Regions from separate parts of the Anas platyrhynchos genome. Here region 1 is linked to region 2. Evidence: chromatin contacts called from public Hi-C data. All regions are on one chromosome and are shown on one strand. The core of a region is the stretch at or near the end of the contact, and the rest is flanking DNA. Distances in the headings are between cores, read along the strand shown. Region 1 has its middle 83 kb from the start of DYNLRB2. Region 2 has its middle 47 kb from the start of DYNLRB2.

Region 1 (3,786 bases), core at 324-2,823, 36 kb before region 2:
GCAATTAACTCTGCGAGGAATGTTTAGGCCTTTAGCTGGCATTTACAAAGGAAGCTACAAGTTTATTAGCTAGCAATTTATTGCTAAAATACTGGCAATTCATGAGTATGTTGATTGAAATCTAACTTACTATCACTATATTGTTATGGGGCAATTAAAGGTCTAAACAACCCTTTCAAGTAAATTAAGAAACAATGGAAGTTTTATGCATTAATAAGAGTGCTGTTAAGCACCCAACTAACAGGTCTTTCATTAAAGCCCAACAAGTGTGCTTTCCCCCTGCTGCACAGAACCTTTACAAATGCTTGCAGAGATTTCAGCGGCGCTCTCCTGAACTCCCAGCAGATACCAGCAATCTGCTGGCAAAATCCTTCCACTATTGCCAGGAAAAAAAATCACGCAGGATCCTGTACAGTGGGTTTTAGCCCCAGAGCCACAGTTCAGGGACTTTTCTAGTTAAAAGTGTACCACAAGGAAAGCTCAGCACACATGTGGAAGGAGTGTGGAGCAAAATAGAAAGAGCCTTGCTCTGCCTGGGAAGTTCTCTGCTTGGGGTCACAACCAGCAAACCACATCTTGGGGCTGGGAGAGCACTTGCACCCCTCCTGATCAAGAGGTTCAGGTGCCAGGTGTCGCTCATCCATACATGACACACATCCCAGCGTGGAGCTATGAGGTGCCCGCATCTCCAGGGCTTTGTTTCTTACTTTCAGAATCAGCCCAGTCAACACAACTCCAGCTCAAAAGGGAAACACTCATTCCAAATCTGCTAAATCTGGCAAAGGTTTGGATTCAGGCCCAAGCTCCATGGCCTGGAACTCTTTTTTTTATGACGAACTAAATCCTGAAGCTGAGAATCCACAAATTTCTTGAAAATACATGCTTAATATGAACTTGGAGACTAACCCCATAGTCCGAGTCTATTACTCAAGTACATAGACTGTCCTGGCAGGACATCCAGTTTATGATTACTCTTTTATCTCTGTAAAACATAATCTGTCCATAGCAAAGTCAACAGACAGCCATCTGCAGCACATATTTTGCTTCCACTTACAGCCTCCGCCCTGCGATTCTTTTCATGTAAACTAATAACCAGCTCCCATGTGCCAGTGCTTTATTGGCGTTGGATCGCTGCACCCATTCTCTGCTGCAATCACTGCGTACCCAGGGTTTCACGTGTAGAAGCCAATTCAAGCAAAATTAACAGATGACAAGGGAGAGAGCTGCTTCCTTGCACCAGGCCCAGACAGGGTGCTGTTTTGCCATCCAAGCTTTCAGCAGCGTTGGGTTTCTGGTTCTTTAGTTTGCTTTTCCCCCAGTTTTATGCTATCAGTGAAAATTAATCCCTCTGCACTTTGCAGTAGAGCAAAAGGTTAGGAGGAATCACAGAAAGAGAGACAAACCGTTCCAGGATTATCTCGTAGAGCTGAGAGGCAGGATCTGTAAGAGGACTGAGGGGTTAGAAAAGAAAAAAAAAAAAAAAGCTAAAAATAACAAATCACTCCAACTGATAAATAACAGCAGCAACATGTCCCCTAGATACCGCCCAGCTCCCTGGTGCTCTCCATTCCCTCTCCGGGACTGCTGCCAGCTGCAGTGGGCAATATCTTGCCCTCCCTGCAGCGGGGCCACCTCTGCTCCGAGCCTTCCCTCGGCCATCAAGGCCAGACACCAAGCTTTATTTAATCCATGATTAAATCCTGAACTGAGGAAGAACAAGCAAAAAAGGAAATGTGATTGTTGATGTTTATTAGTTTCCCTTTGGTTTTGTATTTTGGAGGAGTTTGCTGTTGTTTGTTTTTTAAGAGCTTCACCTTTTGCTTTGCTCAGGGACGCTGGAGTTAAATCACCTTACATCATCCCAGGGCTGCAGCAACTGCTGGCATTCCTCTTAAAAACTGAATGCAAATGCTGCAGGTGACATTCCTTTGAAGTTGCATTCTTAGTTCTCCAGAAGATGCTTAATGACACCAGCAAACATTATCCAAGGCACTACAATTAAGCCTTCTCTAAAGCCCCTGCACAAAAGACACCCAGCTCTGAGCACACCCGCCCAGGATGCCGCACGCTGTTGGATGGGGGCAAGCCTGGGCACACTCAGATTTTAACTCATTTATAGGTGACCTCCTTGCCAGTGTCTTTCTGGGTGTTCAGTGCACTCCAGGATTAATCCCTCTTGATTTTTCAAGTAAGAAATAACCAGGCAGCACAGAGAATCAGTCAGCAGACAAAGGCTGTGCTGGTACCCCTGCAGGAATGGTGTTTGCTGCCCTCGAACTGAGGCTCAAACCACAGAGCACTTTCCCTGCCTGCCCAGGGCTCTGAAGAGGCGATGGCAGAGCAGAGCAATGGCAAACAGGCTGTGGTACTCTCCCAGCAATTTCCAGTTCCCATTTAAATACCATCTCGCCTGCTCATGTTACATTTTCAGTATAAAATGACATTCGAGCACATTAGACGCCGGGAGCCAGGCTTAATCTCGGGGTGTGGCTGATATTTTACCCAGGGTCCACATCATGCTTTGAGTAGCTGTACAGCAGGACAAATAGTCTCCGCTGAGCTTTTGTTTTACATATTAATGCTGCTAATTTACATGCAATCTTCATTCGATCCTGGCCAGGCCCTATTTTCTCAACCTCCACCTGTTCCTATGCCACAGGGCATTTGTCTCCAGCCCGGATTGATTGAACGGTGGGGGAAAAGTTGATGGGGTTGTTCCATAGAGATGCCTAACCCCAGAAGATGTTGAAGAGGGGTTTATGTGCACAAATATATTCATGAACAACAACAAGAGAGCAGGATTTACTGGTGCCTGCCACCAGATCCTGAGTTATGACGAGGACTGTGTCAGTTGAGCTATTTTCAATGTTCTTTTGTTTAGGGTTGATTAGAAGTGCAGTCTGAACTGCGCGGCTCCCACTGGCAGCCTGATAAATACGGGCACAGCAGCTTTGTTGATTGTCCTCCTCTCCCCTCCCTTTCACTCCCTCTCCTTAAAAATGCATTTCCAGAACTGCTCCATTCATTCTGTAGTCAGGCCACCAAAGGAAATCAGAATTTACTGGAAGGCCTTTGGTTTTCAGGAAGCTATTTAGGGAAAGTGAGAGAAAAAATCCCTTGGGAAAATCTCATCTGAAAAAAAAACCAGCGCCTTTGGAAAAAAAATCCAACACAAACATTAGGCATGAATATACCAACATGCCACTAAATAAAAATAATCCTTAGAGCTTACACAGAGCTTTCTGACTCTACAAAGCAAACATTAACCAATTAGTTAAAGCTAAAACACAAGCGTTAAGGTCAGCTATGCACTAAGCTGCTGCACTGGAAATCTGAACTAAGTCCACAGAATTACAGAATTCAATCACAGCACTTGGGATTTTCGGTAGCACTGCTCACAGCCGAGTCTGGCCAATTGATCAAATACAAAAGTTGTAAACTTTCAGATGCCACTCTGTGTGTGCACGTACATGCCATGCGCCACTAGAGCTTGGCAACCGGGCTACTGACATTTTTTTCCAGGGACATTCAAATATGCAGGAAGATTTTTTCACTGCCTTTCCATCACTGAGTTTTATGGTGAATAATACTTCTGGGGCTTGAACGCCTCCACACACACACACAAAAAAAAATCTTAAGTAAATACTGATACTTTTGGAGTATCCACTGCATCATCCCTGCTGCCTGCAGCAGCTCTTTGGAGCAAGCACTTTCTGTTAAGCTCAAAGCTTAGCAGAGCTAGAAAAAAAAATCTCAAAAGCATCTCACTGAACTCCGAAGTTTCCA
Region 2 (4,161 bases), core at 1,168-3,667:
ATGTTGTCTTTTACTCTGATTCCAGTCTCAGTTTTGTACCAGCTTCTCAGCTTTGCTTTTCCTAATCTTTTTGTTCTATGTCATGCCATATAACACTGGACATTTAGCTGGAATAGAGAACACCAAGTAATAACATAAAGACTATTATGAGCATACCTGCTTAATACCAACCAAAAGGATAAACTCCAGGACCAGAATTTTCTCCTCTTTAATGGAATTAAGTTAGAGCTGAGCAACAGTGTTTGATACAGACAGGCACCTCATGTCCAGCTGTGTTACAAATATGCCAAAAACATTTTTACTTAAAAGTGATCTGAAATTTAGACAATGTTGTGTTTTCCTGTTTAAAATTACTTTAGCCTCATTGTAAAAGATACCCAAGGTCTGCAGAAAACATTGTGAAACTACCCTGAAAATAGTGTCTCAGATGTTTAAAAATCCAAATAAGTTTCCCTTTAAAGACAGCGTGAACATTTCCATTCATTTTCAAGGAATAATTGTGAAAAACATAGATGGAAATGAAATGCATTCATTTTTTAAAAAATGATTTTTTTTTTTAATCTTGGTTTCTGAAGCTTCCACACTTTCAAATAAGTTAGCTGGAGTTTTGCCACTGACTGCATCACTAACAGGATCAGGATCAATATTTTCTGATAGAAAATAATAAGGCTATAACTCAGTTATTTTGTTTCCTAAATAAAATTTAACATCTTCATCATCCAGATTCTTTTTTGAATACAGCCTATTTGGTAAGAAGCTGATGACCTATCTTTGACATAGAAAGGCTGTTCTTCCACTAAATAGACTGTTGTAAATTCAGTTTCGATAAAATCTGACTCTCTGCAAGCAAAGAAACGTACCAGATATCAAGCCCTCATTCTTACACTTCTTACTGACATGTGAGATTTGCCAGATAAAGGAATTTTGCCAGCATCAAGACCTTGGAATTTTATTCAAAATCCTTTCCTATACCCAGTGCAAATACTATGTATTATGCTTTTTGTACATTAAAAACACAACAAAACAACCAAGAAAGAATAAATAAGAACAGTCTGTAATTTGTAATGGATTTCTATCTTTGGGACTAAATTACACAGGATTGGACTTCAGTGTTTTAAAATTACAGATTTTCTGTATTTTTCACAATACTTTGGAAATTACATTGTTTAAGTTACAGTCTGTATTATCCTCATGTTGAAGAAAGTTTAAATACTACTACCATAAACATAGAATATCTGACTTTAAATAGCAGGAGTTATCCAATCTGAAGTAGAAAAAAATTGGCTCAGTTACATGTAAATACTTGTATTATGAAGTGACTAACAAAAACAGTGTGTTCACCTTCCTAATACATTTGTTCCTTGATATTTCTGCTGTGCGTGTCATGTTTGGCATCACTAACTAGATTGTGTCCCAGAAAGAAGCACAGACATTATGTTCCACACAGGTCCCAAAATCTGCTAACCTAAAGCAATAATATTAAGAGAAAAATTACTTAAAACAAGCAGATTTTTTTCTACTCTAAAATAAACATTTTTTTTTGCTATCCATTGCCATTAACAAGGAACTTGTGATCTAATAAATGTCACAATCAGTTTCATTTAATTAAAATAATAAATATTATACAGTAATGCAGATTGACATTTATATCTTCATTTACGTGAAGTTGGATTTATGGTCAATGCTTTATTTGATGGAGGCCACAAATAATGTCTATTAAACTGCCACAGGATGGACACAAGATCACATTAATGAAATTAGACAAGGCAAGGCACTGATATATGGAGCCCTCCTGCTAGAAAATAAAGTAAGTCATGTCCAAAGCAGATGTTTTTTTTGGCTGCAGTTTAAGTTTGCTAAATTTTTAGTGAGCAGTTTAACTTCACATACACAAAGGTTTAAAGGAACAGAACTCCTGTGACAACGCCTTGCAAGATGATCTACAATTAATGCAGCGCATTAGCTCGACTTCCCCTGTCACTTTAATGCAAGAATGATTCTTAAGTGCAAAGGAATGTCTAAGACAGCACTGACTATAAAATTTGAGTTAAGCCTAAAATAAGGTTTTTGTGCTTATTAGTGGAACAAATACCTCATTTTAATTTGGCTAATTAAACATACATTCAAGAAGTTAACTAATAACACAATGATTTCTTCTCAATTCTTTTTCTTTCTTAATAAAAAGAAGATATTACTTTTTTTTTTCTTTTTTTTTCCCCCAATATTGGTGTAAGGTTATTACAGGCCAAACAGAAGGGATCAGCAGAAGACATTTCCACAGGAGAGGGTTCTCTTCTTACCTCCACAGTTGCACCCGTACCAGTTTTTCTAGCCCATCCTGGAACACGATGCACTGGGTGACAGTTCATTGCTTCTCACTCCAGTTTTCCACGAAAGATAATCCAGCATTATCTATCCTCACAGTGCTTGCTTAACAAATCAGACTAGTTCATTGCTCTGCTGCAGTGAATAAATAATCTCAAGTAGCAGAACATTGTGAAAACAAAACAAACTTGCCTTGTGGGCAAATTATCTAACTGGATGTTGTGCGTGAAGTTTAGATAAACATGCAGTTACACGGAACAGCATCTCAAAGTTTGATATTTATCTTTCTGGATTTATTTTCACCTCAGGATCTTTATGTGCCATGTTAATACGATGCCACACAGGTTCAGTGGGGAGAGAAAAAAAAAAAAAAGGAATTGGGCACAGTCATTTTGGGTAGCAAGGTAGACAATAAAAGACCTGAAACAATGAGAAGTCATTATATTTTCTGCTTCTGAACTAGACAAATGGTTTTTAAAGCTGTGCCTTCTAACAAATGGCTTGGTTTGGTCATTTATGCTAAAATTTAAGCCTGAGGGCCTGGTCTAAATAACAATACCTTCATTAATCAATTTCTAACAGCTAAAATCCTATTTCTGGCTCTAGAGAGGAATGCAATATAGTCAGCTGAAATTCAGCCTCACATTCCTCAGGCTCAGGTGAAAACAACACTACAAACATGCTATTCAGTAATTTGTCCAGCTTCTTGATCTATTTATCAGAGAACACGGAGATGATTTAAGTAACTGTTCTACTTGCCCTGTTCCAGAATCATTCCCGCATTCTGTTTCAAATTCTCTCCTGAACAAAATTAATTTTCTTATACAGATAAATCTATGCTTACACTCTTGAGAAACCAGAAACAGGTAAATGCAAGGCCTTAGGCACTTCTACTTCCACACAACAGAAGTCATACCGTGATGAAATACTGTTGGGTCAACTTGTGACTTTTAGCCACTGCCAGACACAATACCAGACCTGAACAAGACGCAATCCCTTCCCAAGGGTCCTGCCACATGGGCTAAGTTATGTTACTCCCCTTGTACTGCACAGGTTGTTCTACTCTGCAGAGCCACGCTGCTCTGCTGAGTGATGTAGACCTGGGCAATACTACATTTCTCCATGCTCCCTTCTTCGTGTGATGCCAAAGCAACCCTTGTCTCGCTGCTACAGGGCAGCCAGCCCACTGGAGGCCTTGCGTCAGCCTTTGCAGATGTATGATGTGAAAATATCAGCTGGTCCAAACCAACCAAATGGCTCCCTGTTCCTGACCTTGCCTCTTAGGTCTGTCCTTGGAGCCTATGGGAATCCAAACTACAGCAGCGAACCCAACTGCCACACGCAACCTGCCTGAGGCCCTGACGAGCCCATCCTGAGAAAGAGTGTAATAAATATAATGAGCATTTTATAGGGATATTTCCCTTTGGCTCTGTATATGCCTTTATCCTGTGGAGAGGCTCAGGAATGCTGTGGGTGCAGAACACACCTGCTTTTACAAGGTATGAGAAGCACGGCAAGGGCAGCTGGGGAGGCGTCATGCAAGAGGCTCCTGGCCTCCGTGGTGAGGGCACACGACATGCTACAAAGCCAGCATGAAGTCAGCACCTCTCTGGGCAGCACCACACAGAGGTGTTGCCACTGCTTCGGGACAGTGCTTGGGAGCAAATGGCAGAAGAGAAGTTAACACAAAGTTCATTAGTTGCACTAAGTTGTTTCAGTTTCTTTTATTTTCAAATGTACTTAGTCAGCATTAACTCCAAGGACAGATTCTGATCCCTGAGGCACGTGCTGGTTCATAATCTCTGTGATGAGTGCCCACTTTTAGGCACACCTCCA

What was found. A called contact is a pair of places that touch in the nucleus more often than the background predicts.
Region 1: a contact with region 2 is called in a Hi-C map of F5 follicle, with 3 times the contacts expected there. The contact joins two enhancer-like sites. A contact is called at or near these places in 3 of 8 Hi-C or Micro-C datasets (F5 follicle, skeletal muscle and small yellow follicle).

What each region holds. Positions count from the first base shown.
Region 1 is chr12:5,560,323-5,564,108 of IASCAAS_PekinDuck_T2T, reverse strand. No RefSeq gene overlaps it. Among named protein-coding and RNA genes, the nearest start is that of DYNLRB2, 83 kb to the right of the region's middle. Within about 2 kb of position 1,573, at least 4 of the 8 cell types and tissues checked have an H3K27ac peak or open chromatin away from gene starts, as enhancers often do. A contact at or near this core is called in F5 follicle and small yellow follicle, where this site is marked.
Region 2 is chr12:5,524,552-5,528,712 of IASCAAS_PekinDuck_T2T, reverse strand. No RefSeq gene overlaps it. Among named protein-coding and RNA genes, the nearest start is that of DYNLRB2, 47 kb to the right of the region's middle. Within about 2 kb of position 2,417, at least 3 of the 8 cell types and tissues checked have an H3K27ac peak or open chromatin away from gene starts, as enhancers often do. A contact at or near this core is called in F5 follicle and small yellow follicle, where this site is marked.